Regions from separate parts of the Gasterosteus aculeatus genome. Here region 2 is linked to region 1. The links are chromatin contacts, called in public Hi-C maps. All regions are on one chromosome and are shown on one strand. Each heading gives the region's core, a stretch centred on a gene start, on an enhancer-like site or on the middle of the called end of the contact. The rest is flanking DNA. Distances are from core to core; before and after follow the strand shown.

The links. A called contact is a pair of places that touch in the nucleus more often than the background predicts.
Region 2: a Hi-C map of skeletal muscle shows a contact between it and region 1, with 6 times the contacts expected there. The contact joins the enhancer-like site here to the promoter of trim32 in region 1. A contact is called at or near these places in 4 of 6 Hi-C or Micro-C datasets (skeletal muscle, tail fin and whole body).

What each region holds. Positions count from the first base shown.
Region 1 is chr14:6,411,848-6,415,611 of fGasAcu3.hap1.1, reverse strand. It overlaps trim32 (tripartite motif containing 32), which reads left to right and starts at 1,692. Exons shown (of 2, transcript XM_040197295.2): 1 at 1,692-1,826; 2 at 2,507-3,764. The coding sequence starts at 2,520. The region is part of intron 16 of astn2 (astrotactin 2); the gene reads right to left.
Region 2 is chr14:6,532,163-6,536,096 of fGasAcu3.hap1.1, reverse strand. znf618 (zinc finger protein 618) reads left to right here. Exons shown (of 15, transcript XM_078087729.1): 15 at 1-874. Among protein-coding and RNA genes, the nearest start is that of pappaa, 11 kb to the right of the region's middle. Within about 2 kb of position 2,661, at least 2 of the 9 cell types and tissues checked have open chromatin away from gene starts, as enhancers often do.

The DNA.
Region 1 (3,764 bases), core at 443-2,942:
CAGGCTTTAACGAGTGGACCAAGAGCACCAATTACATGCACTTCTTGATGCAACACAGACATAGAAACGAGCTGTCGTCCCCCCAGCTCTCACATTACTTTAGATCAGGTTGGCTTTGGCTAGCCAGTCTTATTCGCTCTAACCCCCTTTAACTCAATACAGTTGAAAAATGCATTTGATGAAATATCTGTCACATGTCTTTTTACCCTGCTTGGCATAATTAGCATACATTAATAGTGTGGGGTATTTCTACCAGTGTAAATTAGTTTTTCGCCTAATACTGAGTCTTTTATTAGACTTTCCTGTAAGAATTTCCATCTGAAGTGTTTTGTTCATGTCAATGTCTATTTGTGTAATGTACAGTCTTACTGACATCCAACCAACGATGACACCCTTCACAAGGGTGAACTAAACAGGACGGCGTGTATTTCGGTGCAGTTAAGGGAGTGGCCCGTCATTCGACTAACACATTCTTTGCAGCGTGGAATGAATGTGATGCTGACTTGCCTGTCATCACACATAGTGAAGAGATAGATGTGTGAATTTTCTTGCCATTGATCCTGCACTGCCTTTGTTAATTAAAATGTCTTTGTAGACTGGTTGCAGTATAATTACTCATGAGGGACACATCCGTTCTGGCCAGGGTTATGTTGCCCAGGCAACAACAGCAAAGGTGTCACATGTCTTGCCAGGCAATTCAATACAGCTGTTGTTAGATTTGGTTACTGTTGTCATTATTGTTTTGCTTTATTAAAACCACAGCTTTTAACAGATACACCATCTCTTACTTCTTATTTATTTAAGGCCCTGCACAATTATTGGTGAAGCAAGTGACACATGCTTCTGCAATGCTGATCCCTTTGAGCTGTGTCTTGTCTTCAAAGGGCTATTGCAAATAAACATGGTTTTACAGCAGTTACTTGGCACGGGTCTATTAATACAATACATTCAATAAATGACAATCAAATGGTATTTTCAATTTGACCAACCAACAAAAAGCAGTTTCTCATATGGTGCTAATTCACACATCAACTCTACACCACTTTGTGGCAGCAGTTTTGAACAGACATCTTCTCGAAGACTTACTCTGACATCTAGTGGTCTCTAACTATAATTACTGAGTAAAAACCTGAATGGTCAAAGAATGACCTCCTAACATCTATTCCTAACCACTTTTCCTTGACTTTTGTGGAAAACGTCACGGGGTCAAGGAAAGATGGTTAGGAGAATTCATGAGGAGTTAGCAAAAGACTACATAGTTATGATGCAGCTGCGAAACCACAATTTCTCTGAAGATGGACTACAAAGAAGGACCTTTGAGATATGATTCGCCCAAAGTTAGGTTAAGTTAAGTAATCATATGAGTGTTTATTTTAAAGATGGCATGGTATGATAATAAGATATGTCTTCCTGCTGAACACGAAAATCGTTCCATCCAGTTGTATCATACTTCAAGACGTATTTTACAAATTTCCATCTTACAAGGAAAAGTATTATGACAAGGTATTTGGAATGAAACTTTGCCTTGCTCTCTTTTTATGTGAATATTTTACTGTTGAGAAAAAGGGAGAAAAAAAATAATATTCTCCTGATATTTGACGTTAAACTAGGACGGGCGTTGGGACCCTGGGGAGAGGTTTTGTAAACCCGCACAGTAGCCAATCAAAACGACACTCTCAGCGCCGTGCGTCTGACGTAGCAATGCGTACGTCACGTGGTCGACACTGCAGTTTGACACCAGCAGCAGCAGCCGCTGCAGCAGGACCACAGCACGCCCATGAAACATCTGAACTTCAAGACAGCTAACGTTAACGTGTGGAGAGCAGGTAACGTCCACAGGCCGAGGTGTAAAACAAGAGAGGCAGTAAAATGAACCGCGTGTTTTATTGTCAAGTGCACGTGCACCACAGTCATAACGTTGTCGCGTTGTTTCATAGCCTTCACGTTGGTTGCTTAGTCGAGGGGCCTGCCATTCACTTTTTTTTCTCCTTCTCAATTCGTCAATATAATTCGTCCGTAAATCTGAAATGCAAGGTCAACCCTGTTCGTATGCATCAAGAGATTACATTCGTGCCCTTGCACATGACCTAGTTACTGGTGGCGTGGACAGCTCGCGTGTCAATAACAAATGTCAACAAATGAACATTTTGTTCGGCTGCCATTGGTGCACCGAACGGCAGCGTTACTAACGTTCGTTGTCACTTAATGGTGTCCTTTTTTCACCCGTTCGGTGTTATTGATCACATGTTAAACAAAGAGCGACAGGCTTGACTTAAAAAAAAATACATATAAATAAATAATAATAAAACAGCTGATCTGCTGTGCTACTTCCAGCTGGACATAAAATGACTGTTGCTTGCATAAAGGGGTATGATTCATCAAAAATATAACAGAACACATTATTATTTCTCTTGTTTTCTTTTTAAAGTCTTTGTAAAATATCACACAGAACGCTGAAATATTACAAAAACTCCTCTTTTTTTTTTTTTGTTTGTTCCAACTCCAGGAAGAGGACCATAATGGAGGCAGCATATTCCCCGCTGGACCCAGATCTAATGAGGGAGGTCCTTGAATGCCCCATATGCCTCGAGACCTACAACCAGGATCAAATGAGGCCCAAGCTCCTGCAGTGCGGTCACACAGTGTGCCGGCAGTGTCTGGAAAAGTTGTTGGCCAGTACTATAAATGGTGTGCGCTGCCCCTTCTGCAGCAAGGTGTCCCGCATGAGCAGCATCTCCCAACTGGCCGACAACCTCACTGTGCTCAAGATACTGGATTGCACCACGTCCTGCAGTGCCGCCGCCGCCGCCCTGATGTGCAAGTCCTGCTGCAGCCGCCTGCCGCGACAGTACTGTCGCGACTGTGCCACGGTCCTGTGTGAGCTTTGCAAAGGCGAGGGCCACCTGCACCTGGGCCACTCAGTCCAGCCGATCCGGAAGGCGGCTGAACAGCGCCGCAAAGAACTGGGTGGCAGGCTGGCTTCTCTGCGCGACGTCATGGGCGAAATTCAGAAGAAAAAGGCCGCTGTTGAAAACCTCTCAAAGACCTTGAGAATCAAGTACCAGGCGGTGCAGCAGGACTACGCGTCGGCCGAGCATCGTCTCCAAGAGGAGCTCGGCAGGTCCCGAGGGGCGTTCAAAGCGTCCATGGCCGAAGTGGAAAAGCTGAACGGGCAGGTGCTGGAGGAGCAGACGTATCTCCTCAACATTGCAGAGGTCAAAGTCGTGTCACGTTGCGATTATCTGACGATGCTGGTGAGGCAGAGCGACATCGCGCTGCTCAAGGACGATGACGAAGGCAGCGATAACGAAGAGCTGGATCTGAGGGGTGGCTTGCCCACCATGTTTCAGCTACAGGAGCCGGGTCTCGTCCGAACGAAGCACTTGAAACCAATAGAAGTCGGCCAAGTGACCACGAATACTTATACTGTCAACACAGAGGATGAGGAGACTGGGTTGGAGATCGCGCTTGAGGGCGATGTAGAGGGTTTAGCCGGGGCCACGGCGCTTCATAGTGGTGGAAGGGGGGCTCCATTGGATCTTTACCAAGACATTAGCATGTTTGCAGCGGGAGTGGAGGCGGCCTGTGGCTCACCAGGCAGCTTCAAGTCAAAGTCCCTGGATGCAGGCGGGGGATCACCTGGAGGAGCTGGGCCAGGTGCCGGGCCTCCAGCCTGCCAGTTCGTAAAGAAGATGGGCACCAAGGGATCGCTCCCTGGCATGTTCAATTTACCAGTGGGCGTCTGTGTGACGCAGCATGGCGAG
Region 2 (3,934 bases), core at 1,412-3,911, 120 kb before region 1:
GATATGCATGCTTTTAATAGAGTACTGATATATAAACTTACAGCCACATTATTCACTTTCAACCGAGGTGAAACACGGGCTCACGAGTAGATGCTACCTGTAGGACACGCAACAGTCAGATGGGCGACCGGGACTGAATTTCAAACCTTTCGAGGTGGGACAAGCAATGCTGAAGATACGTTGGTGTTTAATGGGTTCACATCATCCGTTTTCACTGGATGTATTATGTAAATACAAGAGAACTGCTGTTTTACGCCACAAGGGGGAGCCTTCATTTCAGAGATTCAGTAGGGGACACCAATAACATTATACCTCTATTTTCTACAGTAGCATTTCAAAAGGTTTTTGATATTAATATAAAACTCAACTAAGATACTGTTATTAGAAAGTTTGAATCCGCTGTAAGTTTTGTTTTGTTTCAGGAATTTAACTTATTCAGATAAGAATTGTAAAATACGGTATGAGAATGCAAACATGGAGACATTTTCTGTTTTAACCATGGATTATACTCTGTATTATCAATTCAGGTTAAGAAATTAGTGTTGCTTTCACCCTATTTTACAGGCTATTCTTTTTATACTCTGCTTAAATGCAAAAATGGGTTGCGTCTATTCTGTTTTTAATGCACTTTGAGAGCAGATACCTGTGTAGCTTCAGATCTGAGTTGTCTTATTAGTAAGCCTAATTTATACTTTTGTAGCAACGCTATTTTTATAAAATGGAGAAGAAAGGGTTCAGTGTTTTCTTTTTTCTCTTTTCCCTTTTCCCTTTTTGTTGTTCCTGTGTCATATGTGGCAGCGCTGTTCAGTGTTTCTTGAATACATTACCCACTGTAGTATGTGATGTGTGAATAAACTCCAAATCTGTGTCAGCAGCGCTCGTGTGTGTGTGTGTGTGTGTGTGTGTGTGTGTGTGTGCGCGCGCTTTCAGAGAAAGCAAAAACAAACCGGAAGGACCTGTAGTCTATGAAGAAATTCCATCGCTCGGAGTCCTGTTTTTATAAATAAAAAGTAGTTTCACTCTTTCGCATTTTAAGATGAGATAAAGACACGTAACATGATTGTAAAAGCTGCTCCTGTGTTTTATATGAAGGCCTCTTTCCCCTTTTACATAAGAGGCTGCTTTAGAGGTGCGTGCAACGGTTCCCCAGGGCCCCCCGACAGGAAGAGGGGAAAGCGCCAGCAAGTTTTTGTCACAGCCTGCTGTCTTTCTCCCTCCTTTCGCACCCGGGTCAGCAGTCGCCCCCCCGGGTCAGAAACACCCGCACTCTGCTCCGCCCCGTGTCCCCCGACACAAGGGCTGCCAACCGAAGCCTAATTTGCAGCACATACGCCCAAGTTGGCCTCCCCCCACTCTTTGTCCACTGACCCCCCCCCCCCCCCCCCCCCCCCCACCCGCTTACCACACGCACAGACAATACCACCTCCTCCGGTCACCCACACCTCAATGCTACTACATGTCACCATAGATGCTTGGTTTATTCTTTTGGTTACAGCACCAAGCGATGCCCTCATTTTCACAAAGGTAGAAAGCGCAATGTGGGAAAAGTTGCAGATATGTGCTTTCTCAAGAAAAGTAAGCGGGAGCGTTCCCCGCAGGCCACGGACCCTTTGCCATTGTGCAATTTTTAAAATGACGACTTAAAGCTTTGACTGCACTAGGAGTGTGATGAATGCAGCTAAATGTGAAAAAGGTTCCCTCTGTGAGCACTAGGTGGCAGTCTCTGGCCTTCTATCAGCCGCAGAGCGGACCCAATGGAAGCATCACCAATGTGCTATGATGCATCCGGTAAAACACTACAAGCTAAGGCCTCAAAAGTGGATGTTTATTTGAAAGCACAATTTAACCTTGAGTAAATTGGTATGGCTTCATGTTTCTCAGTATTGTTTGATGCTGGAAACAGACAGATTGTTGTTACCCAGGTGAGTATCATCCTTTACGACACCAAGATGCTTAAAGATTGGCCCAAACCATTAATGATCAAATCATTCTCAGGGATTTGTTTCTTATTTTGACGGTGGAATTGATCCAGAGGACCTGAGGAAAAGTCGATAGCCATGAATCACCGAGCTGCTCTGCAGCACTGCACCGGCACATCGCTGCTGTTTGGTGTTCATGTCGACTCTTCCACGCGCCAAAACCCCACCGAGACGCATGTGGCCGTCCTGCAGCATTCACCGTCACACAAAGTTCTTGCACACCTCCTTTTTTTGCCTTTGTCTGTTACGCAACCCAAATAAGAGGCACCCAGGTTTTGTTTCCCAACCTCCAAACTGGGTGGTGCCACGTGGCTTTGCTCCCACCTCTGGCATTGACAAGGTTGGCACCTTCGCGCCCCCCCCCCCCCCCCCCCCCCTGCCCAACCAATGGCCACCGCAACTGTCCCGGCTCGTCTGCTCACTGAGCATTGGAGGGACAGGCAAGGACCGGCGGAAGTGTTCTCATCCTCCTCCTCCTCTCCCCGTATGGAGGAACCGGTGGCACCGGCGCTGTGGTTCCTCCTGCTGACTTTTATCGGTAGTGACGTGAATGTACAGAACTGCCAGGGCGCATTCCACCAAGTTGCTGTCAGGTGTCGTTCCCGCTAACACTCCACCCTCGCCCCATGACCTCAAAGGCACCCGGTGCGCCTGCCTGCCTGCTCGGATCCCTCTGCACACCTGCGCAGACACACGTGCATACACGTGCACAAGCATCATACCCCCCTCCTCCCTGACCAAAGTAACCTAGGAGACAATATGTTGCAAACAGATGAGTCCAGGTGTTTTCGGACTCCCATGTCCTGGCCACTTCCTCCCCCCCACCCCTCCCGAAACAAAGAGAACACAGTGTGTCCAGCTTGTGATGAGGAATCTCACTGCCGATTCCAGCGGGCAGAGAGCAGCATTTGAATATTTCATATCTAAGTCAGAGTTATGAGATGACGCTGAGGTGTGAAAACATGACGTTTGACTCTGGGCATGTGAAAGGCAAGTGTGGTCACTGTGGAAAAAAAAAAGAAGATAGTCAAGGTTAAATTTGCTCGTCGGTTATAAATAGACCGTCAGTGATGTCCCCCTGATCTCACCGTTATTATTTATTAATCGTCGTCATGATCTGGGGAGCAAAGCCAGCCCGGCCAAGCAATTGAGGACAGCTGAAGACAATGACAAGAGGAGGACAAACGTCCGTCTGGAATATTAGAGCCTCGCAGTGAAGCCCACCGGTTTAGAGTGGAGTGAATCAGGCCTATTGGTTCTGTGCAAATACGCCATTGCCCTTTTGTTAAACTGCCGTATTGAGGACTGCTGACGCTGGTCTTAACAGGCATTGCTCTTGCCAGGGTACATCAGTGGTTGTGTTCCCGTCATGACTCTGCCTTTTGTTACGGTTTTTCATTGACATGTTTCTCTTTTTTCTACAATTAATTTGCAACAAGAGAACCGAGTACTCGACAAGTAACACTACACATACCAAAGAAAAAGTAACATTTGGCTGTGAAATATTGCAAAATGTGAAAAGTTGAAGGTAATCAACTCCTTTGTCCTGGCTTATTATGAAATCGGTTCCTTCTGTTGCTGTGTTTTGTTCACCCTGTTTCGTTCCCCTTTTTGTAGCGTCTGCACAGTTTTCACCCAGTTCACCCAGTTCACCCTCTGCTGCACCTTTTGAAACTTCTCTCCTGCAAATTCAATTCGATCCAATTAACTTTATTTTCTGTAGCCCCAAATAACAAATTTACCTCAGAGGGCTTTAAATGTGTGCACATGTGAATGTGTTTTTTGGCACAGTCCCTTGGGCTGCGTTGACGACTCACTAAGCTAAAACATGCAGCAAGTACATGTGACATAGTGAATTTAAATCCAGTTCATGTTCTGCTTGTTATTTCATTTCCCGTTTCTCCTCCCTGCTTCGGGAGTTTGTCACCCACATCATGTAGTTGTTATCAGGCAAA